Linked DNA regions of Sus scrofa: all the other regions are linked to region 2. The links are chromatin contacts, called in public Hi-C maps. All regions are on one chromosome and are shown on one strand. The core of a region is the stretch at or near the end of the contact, and the rest is flanking DNA. Distances in the headings are between cores, read along the strand shown.

Region 1 (4,216 bases), core at 987-3,486, 250 kb after region 2:
CCGGGCTCTTAACCGGCTAAGACACAGTGAGAACGCCCCTGATGTTTTCTACGAAGTGTTGTTCCAAACCTGTTCCTCCAATATTATCTCTTTTAACAGGACTTAAATATATCTAAATGTAATATTTGGCAGATGTTTTTCTGATGTTGTCTAACCAAATGATCGATTAGACCTAGGCTTTCATTGCAATCTGTCTGTCAGATTGGTAGCATGTTTGTATTGTACCAACCAAACCCTCTGCAAAGCCAGCTGTGCCCAGAGGAGGCATTCCCTGTGCTCAAGAACATGAAATGGGGGTGCTCAGTGGGGAGCATGGTCAAAGAGGGAATTACCCTTGCCAAGTTTAACAGAATTTTTGAAAAGACATCTTCCCATGAACATGTCAAGTCCTCAGAGTCTTTAGAGATGGGATGGTATTACCTTCTTGCACAGATGCACGTGTGCAGACCTACCTTTGCTGCAGCTGCCATGAGTGGGGACGTGAACAGACTGCAGAGAGTCTATCTAAGGACCAGAGTTCAAGGCTGGCCCTCAACTCCTCTCATGCACACAAGCTTCACAAACACAGAAGCTGCAGGGTAGTGAGAGGGGAATGCACAACCAGGAAGCTGGGTTCTTTGCTCCCTCTTTCTTGAGGGCATTTAACCACTTGGCACTTTGGAGATGCTCCTCATTAGGGCTGAAGCAGAAGCTGAAGATGAGATTTAGGTTGCTGAACAGAGTGATGGAAATGCTCTTCCCTAAGGTAGAAAGATGGTGTGAGTCAGTTTTCAAGATTCAATAGCAAGTACTTTGGGGAGATGCTGTGTGAGGTCACCCTTGAAAGTTTTAGAAGGTCTGTGAGGTGCTGGCCTGCCTGTAAGACATGGCCCCTGCCCTTGTTCCTCGTCTGTGGATGAGGCAAATCCCTCCAATGGCTGCCATGTGGGGGTGACTCCACTTGTGAGCAATTGTGCTACACTGAGACCCACAAAATGAGGTCACCAGATAAACTCAGCCCCACAACAAGTCTGTCCCAGGTATAAACATTTCCCAAGTCCTTTCGTGAGCTCAGAGCAGTGTGGGGTGCCTCCAAAGGGAAGCACCTTTATGTCTTTATCTTGTTTGATGCTCCCATTAGCCTCTCACATATGTGCAGCAGGGAAGTTTCTTACAGGTCCAGCTAGGTCCCAGGGATATGGTGATTAGCAGAAATCAAGATGGCTGTCTCAGAATCCAATAAAAGAGATGTGTGTTCATCAGCTAGTCGCATCTACAATTGGGCTCTTCCAAAGTGATTTACACCTTCCGCAGGAGCGGACCGGAGTCCTCTGCAAGTTCCAGGAAGCATAGCATCATGGTTAAGATTGGAGACCTTGGAGCCAGTTGACTTGGGGTCAGATCTCTGCTCTGACAGTTGTGCTGTGAGACCTTGGCCAAATGATTTGGTCTTTCTGTACCTCATCTGTAAAACAAGGCTAATAATAGCACCTACATCATGCCGTCTTTATAGGATTAAGTGAGATCATATTTGTGAAACACCTGGAATGGTGCAGAGGAAGGATGTAGCTAAGGAACCCCCAACTAAGGAGCCCTGGGCAGGGGAGGTCATTATTCTGACCTAGCTGATGAGGGGATAGAGATCAGGGAGATGATCTGACTCTCTCCAAGTCCCCTGCTCTGTGTCAAGGGTGGCTAAGCCTGTCCCTTCCCAAACCTGGCCCTCTGCCGCCTTTGCTGGGCCGCCTACTGACTTGGCAGAGGGACTCATCAGGGAGGCCCAGCCTCAGGCACGGCTCACTCTCACCTCCACAGAAGCAGCCTCCCTATCATAACACATCTCTGTTTAAGAAACATAAACCACCCTTTGGCAGCTTCTCAAGTAAATGTCAGAGTCAATAAAGAGCTCCCTCCCCTCACCCCACTTTCCAGCCTGGACCGCAAGCCTCAGCCTTATGGGGAAACACATGGGAACTCACTCAACAGGTTTCCCCACCAGGCACGCCAGAACGGGCAGGCCCCAAGGAGCCCAGGCTGGGAGGACCCACTCTCCGAGCTGCCAGTGCCCCCGCTGACCCAGCGCAGGCAGTCTCCCTTTCCTCCTGTCTGAACCTGCTGCCCCTAGAGGGGCTGATGTCACTAATCCCGCCCATGTAGCTGCAGGCCACCTCAGGCTCCCAGCACCGATTACTCCCCCACCCCTGCCCAGCTCTGCCCAGGGCCTGCCTCCTCCCTGCTGGCTTCTCTCCAGCCATGGCTGAGAGCCCAGGTTGAGAAAGTGAAGGCCTGGCCCAGTGGTGAGCATCTCAGCCAGGCGACCTAGCCCGAGCATGACAAATAATATCTCTACTTGTCTAACCTGGCAGTGAGAACTGGGCCAAAGGGCCAAGTCCCAAATCTGGGTCTTCAAAGAATAGAAGAGACCCTGGAAACTAGATGACAACATCAGAACAAGCTCCAAATCTCTAAGGAATTATTCCAAGAAGAAATCACACCCAATTCCCAAACTGTGAGTGTAAATGGCTACTCAGAAAACCATTAGCTGTGCCTACCCTTCCATTTCTAATTAGCAACCTCCTTGCACCCCTGGACTATATTGGGGACAGATCATGTTCACATTCTCTTAAGGTGGAAGCTGAGGCCATACTGATGGAAGCTGAGGCCATACTGAGGGCTCCTGAGGACAGCAAAGGTGGTGAGGAAGCAGGTGCTTGGCTCAGAATTGGCAGAACAAGCCAGGGACTCCAGAGTGCAATCAGATTCAGCACAAGGAAAAAAAAAAAAAGCATAAAAACAGTAACAACAGCTGACATTTTATGCTAAATGTTTTATATACATGGGCCCATTGAAACCTCACAACCACTCGGAAAGGTCAATGTTGATATTTTCCACTCTACAGATGAGGAAAGATGAGTCTGATAGAGAAGTGCTCGCCCAAGGCTATTTAGATGAAGATGGCAGCCCTCATGCAAACCCAATATGCCGAACTCCTGGGCAGACCCTCATGAATAGTAGCTGGTCAGCATTCCCCCTGCTTCTGCTTGTGAAGGGTCATGGTTCCACCAACAACAGGAACCAATTTCTCTGCTTCTGTTACCCTCACCTGGATCTTTAAAGCTCTAGATCCAATGCCAGACATGTAAATTTGACATCTCCTTGTTGGGCGCTGGGAACTGATCCAATATTAGTCATTGGCCAGGTAACCAGCAGCATGGGAGTTCTGGAGTCAGACATGAGCATGTTACCCATCCGCACAACAGATGGACTGGGTGGCCTTGGTAATTTTCATATACTTCTTTAAACTGTAGGCTTCATATCTATAAACCCAGGGCAATCCTCATTACGATAGTGGGCAGGGCAGGGGTGGGTAAGGTGGCATATACATCTGAAATTCTGTAGTCAGCTAGACTGCAAACTCTTTGAAGGAAGGAAGCAGTTATATCTGCTGTATTCATAGCATCTAGTCTTCTATCTGATACATGCTTTGCTCAATAAATTTCTGTTGAAGGATGCACGGATAAATGTGTTGAGGGTGACGTATACAGTCCATGGGAAACAACACATATGACCATGGATGGTGCTTGGCTAAACAAACGTGAGGACTTGCATGGAATAGAATGCTAGGTAGTCATTTTAAAAAGGGGGGAGGGAATGCAGCTCTCTATGTAATCATGAAAGGTGGAGTTACCTTCGTGGCTCAACAGAAATGAATCTGACTAGCATCCATGAGGATGTGGGTTCAATCCCTGGCCTTTCTCAGTGGGTTATGGATCTGTTGTAGCCGTGAGCTGTGGTGTCTCAGATCCCGCATTGCTGTGGTTGTGGTGTAGGCCAGCTGCTACAGCTCCAATTCAACCCTTAGCCTGGGAACCTCCATATGCTGCCAGCACAGCCCTAAAAAGGCCAAAAAAAAAAAAAAAGAAAGAAAGAAAGAAAGAAAAAAAGAAAGGTAAGCAGGGTATATGAACAGGGGTATTGCAGAACGATTTGCAATTACGGTCACATTCTTGAAAATCCACTTGAGATTAAAATTTCGACAAAGAAGGGCAAGTGGAGAAAGAAATGTGGTTGCTGGTGTAGGGATATTTTCACTTCTTACCCTATTCATTTTAGCATTGCTTAATTTGTTTTGACAAAGAGCCTGGGACACTTGTGTTATGTAAAAGTGCAGTCAAAATTATTCTTACATCTTAAATAACTGAATAGAAGACTAAATAAACATTTTAAGTGCTGTGTA
Region 2 (3,780 bases), core at 1,275-3,774:
ACTCAACTGGTATAATCGCAAAGTGACTTCATTTCCCCCCTTTATTGCCCTTTCCAACCTGTCCCGGGGGCCAGACCATTCCTCAACACTCAATGAACTCCAGGCAGACCACACAGCTTCCCTATTCCCTTTGAGGTTTAAAAAAAAAAAAAAAAAAAAAGAATTCCAGATGCTTAAGGCATATAAAACAGCCTCTCTTCAGAGATGAATCAGCCCTGTTCAGTCTAATCATTGAATCCCTGAACTTCACTCAAATTTAAGTCTCTCACCTTGATCCTTCAGCATTTGGAAATCCACTGCAAAGAAAGAGAGACTTATTTCTTTCCTTTCCCAGCTCCCTCCACCTACTGCCACTCCCTGGTGTTGACTTCTGAACCTCCTGGTTGGGGCAGAGGAGGGAAGAGAGGTGAAAGGCCCAAAGACACCTTACTGGATGAGCGCTCATATATATTTAGTTTATTTCCTCTGGCCATGGCTGTTGTTTAAAATTAACTCCGTCCCTTAGGGGATGTTTTTGTAGAATGTTCACCTGCAGGTCCTTGATACAGGTGATACATACTCTAGCTGGTCCTGTAAGGGAGCCTTTTAGCCTAGGGGGTCCCTCAACTTGAATGGAACAAAATGTATGTATGTATGCATACATGTATGTATTTTCACTGATCTCTACCTGAAATTTGTCATGTCCATCAATTATAAATGTGCAAATTCTAATGGAAATTTAGCATTTCCTTCTATTTCGAATTTGGTTTCATTAACAGTACTTGTAACTTTGTCACCAATGAAATGAATCAGAGGGAACTTCATATTACATTGTGGTTATGAAGATATTTCAAAATGCTGTTTACACTTATCACGGTTTCAAGATTACCAAAATTATGGTAGTTTTTAGAACTGATACTATATCCCATTGTTTTAATGTGTTAAGAATTTTTTTAATATATTGATTACTCTGCTTAGATATAGTTTCCTTTGAAATTCTATGAATTTAATTTATGCACTTGAAAATGGAAGTCAACGAAGGGATCATCCGTAGACACAGACTGCCAAGAGGGTTTATGGCACAAAGATGGCATTGTTGTTTGAGTTCCTCCTCCACTGCATATTCTCTCTGAGGTTGCCCTGTCTCCCTTCCAAGCAGCCTTCTTGGGCAAAGTCCCTTGATGGCGATAAAGATCAGTTCTCTTTCTCCTGCATCCATGGCTGACATCTCCTCCGTGGGAACCAAGCACTGTTGCCAGTGCTCCATAGCACTGCAGGCGCACCCTAACCACTGCCCCTAGCTGTCTGCTGTCCAGGTCTGCTAGTCAGCTAGTGTGCGCCAGTAGGGCATGCTGACTGTGAGAGGGTTGACGTACTCCTATAACACTTGGTACTGAGCACCCCCCAAACCCTCAAGCAATGCCGGTGCCTTCCCAGCCCCCATCCAGGAACCCGAGAGTCAATACTTGCTAAAACTGGGCCCTACAGAGCAGACCCCCCTTGCACAGCTGATGTTAGTTCTCACTCGTCAGTGTGCATGCCTTGTTGGATACTGAAACCCCTTTGGAATATCAAACCTGTTCACTGCATCTAGTTCCCTAGTTGGGGCTTCCACACCTCTCACAAGACTTGAGGCAAGAGGGTGACATCCCCTCCCCCTTCGTGGAATGGTAAGAGGTAAATGCTCCCATACATTTTCCCAAAGAAATTCTCTCTTTAATCTATCACCTCAGCCTTCTTTTACCTTTCAGTTGGCTTTTGAACCTTAGGTATTAAGGGTCCATATTAAATTTTCATTCATTGAAATTACTGCTGACAACCCATCTCTCTCTGCTCCCCCCGCCCCTACCCCACATACATACCTCTACCTCTGCTTAGGTAGGACTTTCCAGAGGATTAGACTTTTGAACCACACATTTTTCAACACTGACATTTGGAAAGGCCTCAGACTTGAAGGCAGAGAAAACTAATTGCCCAAGGCCTCCAATCTAAAAATAGAGTCTACTAATCCTGGACTGGCCAGCTTATACAGCCTGCAGTGTCTCCACCACACAGGAGGCCACAGTCCTGCCTCTCCTGTTTCCACTTTCTCTGTGACCTGGCTGGTTCCCCGCTGGCATAACTCTCAGTCCCTACCCGATCCCTGTGACAAACCGGACACGAATAACAAGGCCAGAGAAGTGTGCACTGATTTCCTGGGTGACCTGTCTCTCTCTCCTGTCCCGGTGCTGATTTAAGGAAAAGAAGTTTATAGCTGGGAATAAACAGGGAAGGCCCTGCTTTATTTGTTTTTAATGTGTCCGTGTTTTGTGTGGGTTTGACTCTGAAGCCATTGTCTCTAGCCCTGATGCTCGTAACTCTACGGTATTCAGCAGGATCAGCTTTTAGTGACTTAACCAGGGTTTCCTTAGACAGTAAACAGCCGCTTAATGCCTTTTACACCACCAGGAAAATGAGATTACTCCTTGAGGAGTCCAGCAGCTCTCAGCTGCTGTCGAAAGGGTGCTTTGACTGTTTGTTTGGCTGCAAGGCACCACAGCAGGCGGCCTGAGCTTGTTTAAAATTAGCTTCCCCCATAAATCACTTGCACAATGAAATGCCTACCTCTGTCCTCTGACATATTTGTGTCTCTGTTTATTTTTAATGATGACATGGCTTTTTCTGTCTCCATTTGGCTCTTTATCCTCCATGCTCCTGAACACTAAATTCTATGCCACAAATGAAAAATCTAAGAAACTGCAGGGATTTAATAGCACAAAATGTAGTGGGGAAACTGAGTTAGCCCTGGGGTCTTTATGATAGAAATCACCCCTGCTCCACTTTGACCTAATTGTTATATCCTAAAAATGTTCCCTTGTAAAGGGGCAGGAGACTTCTTTGTATGCATTTGCAAAACTCAGCAAATGTACCTTTAATTAAGATCTCTGTATTCCGTTACATGTAAATGTTAAATGAGAAAGGAAAAGAATTGTAAACAAATAATAAACTCTTCCCAATAAGGTGCATGCAGAAGTATTTAGGAGGAAGTATACTAGTGCCCACAATTTACTTTGATATACTTCTTAAACTGTCATGAAGTAACTGCTGGGTAGAGGGATATGTGATCAAAGAGATCCAGTAGTCCTCCCTTGTCTCATTTACCTGTGGTCATCTGCATTCTGGAAATATTTCAGAAATGAACAATTCATAAGTCTTAAGTTGCATGCCTTTCTGAGTAGGGTGATGAAATCTCACACTGTCCTGCTCCATCCCATCCAGGACAGGAAACCCCCTCTGTCCAGGACATCGCACCCCTTAATAGCACTTAATAGCATTCTTGGTTAGCAATCGCAGTGCTTGTGTTCAGTGTCCCTTACTTTATATAATGGTTCTAAGGCTCAAGAGTCGTGATGCTGGCAATTCAGATATGCTAAAGAGAAGCTGTAAAGTGCTTCCTTTATGAGAAAAGGTGAAAGTTCTCAATAAGGAAATTAAAAAAAAATAGGAAGTAGGCTGCTGAGGTTGCTAATACATGGTAAGTATGAATCTTCAATTTGTGAAATTGTGAAGAAGGCAAGAGAAATTTGTACTACTTTGGTGTTGTACCTCAAACAGCAAAAGTTACATTCACAGTGCATTACAAGTGCTTAGTTAAGATAGGAATATATTAAATTTCTATAGATGCACAGACCTGTTGATCCTCATTTATTAGGAAAGAAGGCAGAGGGAATATGGCAAAAAAGTAAATAATCATAACAAAGCTCCAGCTACACAGGGAGTATTTAGTCTTGAGTCTCCAACCAATTATTTTGTGAAATTAGA
Region 3 (3,972 bases), core at 1,362-3,861, 180 kb after region 2:
GTATTGAGACCATTTAAAGCTGGACTTTAATCTGTACAAGGACTAAATTTTTTTTTTCCTGATTTACCCTTACTTCCAGATGTAGCTCTTCCGAATCCCAACCCAGACCATGTTGGGAGGTTGTTAGAGCTCCCCATCCTTGAAGGATCTGAACTCCAAATCATGTTCCTACAGTTCCATGAGGCTATAAAAAGCTCTGCTCAGCTCATCTACCTAGTCAGGTCATTCAGAGTTATACTTCACTGGGTTTTTTTCTTCTCTGGAATTGCATTGTAATTCTTCAAGTTTTAAAAACACTCTAGGTGTTCTAGTTGTTCTCAAAGAAAGATTGACCTGCATCCTACATGTACTCCAGGAGAAGCAAAAGTCAACTTCTATTATTCTTGAGGACTATATAAAGACAGGATTATAATATTATTTTTAGATTCAAAGGTGTCTGATAAGTGGGCTAATATCAAGCTGGGAGCTGGGCAGTAGTAGTCTTCTGGGCAGGAAATGTCAAGAAGAGTTAAGGTAAGAAAAGAAGACAAAAGGATGAAAGGTGAAAAGTCAAAGACCTCATAGTGTGGGTGTTTTTACTTATCTCTTTTATAATAAGGACTGGCATTAAAAGTAACTTACTCAAAATTTATGCATGACATAGATATTGGAGTCAGCTTTGAACTCAGGGCTTTCTGACTCTAGCCTATGTTTAGTTCTCTCAATAAACCTGTATGGCTTTATAGTTTTGACCTCCCATAGTCTTCTAATTCTTGAACCCTTGGAACAAATCTGAGCTCTTTGATCCAACCAAAAACTTTGGCTATTTAACTTGACCTTTTAATCTCTCTCTACTCCTCTTTGTGTATAGAACTGTCTTGTTCCAGCAATAGTGATGAGTTCAGCTCCAATCCCTACATTCTCCTTTGGATTGTTCTCTTCTACAATGAGAATGAATATGAGGAATTCAAAGGATGAAGATGGAGATCACTAAGTGAGTGGAATGGACAATATCCCTTTCTCTCTCTCTCTCTCTCTCTCTCTCTCTCTCTCCCTCTCTCCCTCCCCCTCTCCCTCCGCCCCACTCCTTCCTCCCTATCCCTTCCTTTCTTCCTCCCTCTTTCCCCCACCTCTTTCTTTCTTTTCCTCTCTTTCTCTCTTTCTTCCCTTAACAAATATTGGATCAACAAATTTTGGCTGGGTTTTAATGGCATTTGTAAGGACTCAGTGTATAAGATGGAGTAAGTGCTGTAATTCCCATTTTTTGGACCATGGAGGTGCATGTGCATAGGCTTAGGCTGCATTTCCAGGTTTATCACTCTGGAGCAAATGTGCAGATCCATAGAAGATCAATGAAGAAGAGAAAGGGTCTAAGTCATGGATGAGGCATTCCTTTGGTGCTGAAGCCAGCCTACAGTTCTCAGGTTTCTTGGAGATGTATCCACATCATCAGTTCAAAGAAGAGCTTTAGCAATTGCTCTATTGACTCCTCATTATCTTTGAGCAATCATGTCACTTTGGTCTGAAATGACCTAGTTTCTGAGACCCCATTCCACCAGAACCTTCCAGCTCTCCACTTCTCTTGGCCATAACCCAGATTGCATAGAGACATGACAGCTGAGCAGAAGCCCTGCCAATTAGAGGAATCTGCCCTTCAGCATGCCTGGCAGTGGAGAGCTAGAACATTTGACTCAAGAAAGAGAGCCATCCAAGTCTTTAAAAAAATGTATGCAATTTTTTTTTTAATTCTGAAAACAACTTAGAGCCAAACTGGTCAGATGACTAAGTGAGGATTGTATGTCTTCAAATGCCTGGACAGGACCCATTGAAACAGTATCTGCTTCTGGCCTCCCATACTCCTAAGCCTTCTCAGTGGCTGTGTCCAGTCTGACTCTGTGGGTACCCTTGAAGGCAGGTTATTTGTGGTTATGTATAATTAGTCTAGTTGAGTATTAGGGCCAAGGTGCTTCCATTTGTTTTGTAGAAGTTCTGTCCTTTGGTCATTTTTTCTTTCATTAGCTCACAATAGAGCCAAGTGCAATATAATTACATCTTAGTATAATAAATCTGATGTGAAAGTGACTTCATTGCATTTAACACTACCTTTGATGTAAAACCCTCTATGTTTTAAAATGAAGAATGAATTTATCCCTTCAAAGCAGATAAGACCTCCATTGCTAGAAGAGAGATTTCAGGAGAAGGGAGGTAATAAATTTGTGGGAGAGTTCTTTCCTGGAAGAAGTACAGGATTCTGGGAATAAACTTGGGTGGGAAGGAAGGTAGGGCATGTAAAGCTTGTGAAGGAGAGAGGCCTTCTTCCTCAGTCTTTGCCTTAAACTCACTCCTTTACAACTTTTGTCCCATTTATGGTAGTTGTTCTCTCTGAAATAATGCCAAACAAGTTTCTTTCCCCATAAAAACCTTTCATTTAATTGAATACAGAGCTTATACCCTCTTATCCTTTTCATGAGTTTTCTTTTCCTCAAGTTGAACATTTTCCATTCTTTCAACTATTTCTGATATGGCATTTTGGCCGAAGGAAACAGGGGTGGAAAAACTTGTGTGAATAAGTACTCCATGTACACTTCAGTAAATGGCAAATCTCTCTCTGACCTGTAAGCCAACATTCTGACACCAGATCAGAGTACACACTTGTAGTGGCATGAGAGCAGGCAGCATTCCAAGCCTCTGCCTGTGAGGGGAAGCAAGAAAAACTGGCCAAAATATTTTTGCCCGTAGTAATTAAGAAGTGGTTTGCCTTCATTGATTCTCATGTGGGACTGACTTTTTTTTTTTTTTTTTTTTTTAGTCACTCTTGAGCATCATTAAAACTTTTATATTTTAAGCTCTTAATGAATCTTTCCTTAAGATGCATTTGGAATTATTTTAGTACTTAAAACAACTCTGCAAATGTGCTTTAGAGCCTCATGGCCTTTTTATTTATTTTTATTTCCTAAAATAAAAATAAACGACTACTCTTAACAAATGTCTCTATTTTCTGAAATGTGGAACCAGGACAAAACCAGACATAAAAATAAGCTCCAAATGAGGCACAAATTAATATATTTTTAAAAATTGAATTTCCGTAATAAAGCTTAGCGTGTAAGCTCTGGAATTCCCCAGCCCCTACTAGCTATAATGATAATGGCACACCTCCACCTGTCTTATCTGACATGTTTAGCCTAAAAGAAACCAGACGAGGATAAGGAACAAATGTACTACATTTTCAAATACTAGGTGGATTTGGGGGTTAACTTTGTAAGTAATCATAGAACAGTAGTCCTGTGTTCATTAAAATTGAAACTAATACATCTTCTAATGTTACCACTAGTTTTAAAAATAACAGAAATAGCTGTAATGCTCCTGATTGTATGAAATTGATTTTAATGTTTCCCTATTAATTACAATAGTGGCTCCTACTTTAAGATAGACGTTTGAATCATATTGAAAGTGATCTTCTAAGTTTTCTAAGAAATGGAATGAAGAAATGTTAACATTTTAAAATGTATCTTCAAATTGTGTTTTTACTATTCAACATTATTATTTAATTATTTCTGTTATTGGAACTATTTATATTTTAATTAATGTGATGTCTCAGTGGAGTCTGGGAAGTTAGTGGCAAGAGTGGCATTTTTTTTTAATTTACTTGAATCCCCCACAAAAACAAAATTTCATAACAACAACCTAAGCCCAAGAGTTCTCTTGTGATGCAGTGGGTTAAGGAACCAGCTTTGTCACTGCAGTGGCTTGGGTCACTGCTGTAGTGTGGGTTTAATCCCTGGCCTGAGAACTTCCATATGTTGTGGGCTTGACCAAAAAAAAAAAAAAAAAAAAAAAAAAAAAACTTAAGCTGCCAAAAACCATATAGAGCCAAACCAAATGACCAGACAGCCCTGGTCAAAACACAAAATAAAATGGGCTGGTGAAAAACAGGCAGCTACAAAACCAGAGAAGTATCAACTTCAGTGTGAGAAGATGCAGAGGGAAGATATA

Evidence for each region. A called contact is a pair of places that touch in the nucleus more often than the background predicts.
Region 1: a contact with region 2 is called in a Hi-C map of skeletal muscle, with 6 times the contacts expected there. The contact joins two enhancer-like sites. A contact is called at or near these places in 3 of 47 Hi-C or Micro-C datasets (psoas muscle and skeletal muscle) and 1 of 2 datasets of contacts at active chromatin or transcription factors (skeletal muscle).
Region 3: a Hi-C map of skeletal muscle shows a contact between it and region 2, with 7 times the contacts expected there. The contact joins two enhancer-like sites. A contact is called at or near these places in 2 of 47 Hi-C or Micro-C datasets (psoas muscle and skeletal muscle) and 1 of 2 datasets of contacts at active chromatin or transcription factors (skeletal muscle).

What each region holds. Positions count from the first base shown.
Region 1 is chr17:43,043,490-43,047,705 of Sscrofa11.1, forward strand. No RefSeq gene overlaps it. Among named protein-coding and RNA genes, the nearest start is that of MAFB, 370 kb to the right of the region's middle. Within about 2 kb of position 2,237, at least 13 of the 83 cell types and tissues checked have an H3K27ac peak or open chromatin away from gene starts, as enhancers often do. A contact at or near this core is called in skeletal muscle, where this site is marked.
Region 2 is chr17:42,795,132-42,798,911 of Sscrofa11.1, forward strand. No RefSeq gene overlaps it. Among named protein-coding and RNA genes, the nearest start is that of MAFB, 610 kb to the right of the region's middle. Within about 2 kb of position 2,525, at least 8 of the 83 cell types and tissues checked have an H3K27ac peak or open chromatin away from gene starts, as enhancers often do. A contact at or near this core is called in skeletal muscle, where this site is marked.
Region 3 is chr17:42,970,255-42,974,226 of Sscrofa11.1, forward strand. No RefSeq gene overlaps it. Among named protein-coding and RNA genes, the nearest start is that of MAFB, 440 kb to the right of the region's middle. Within about 2 kb of position 2,612, at least 3 of the 83 cell types and tissues checked have an H3K27ac peak or open chromatin away from gene starts, as enhancers often do. A contact at or near this core is called in skeletal muscle, where this site is marked.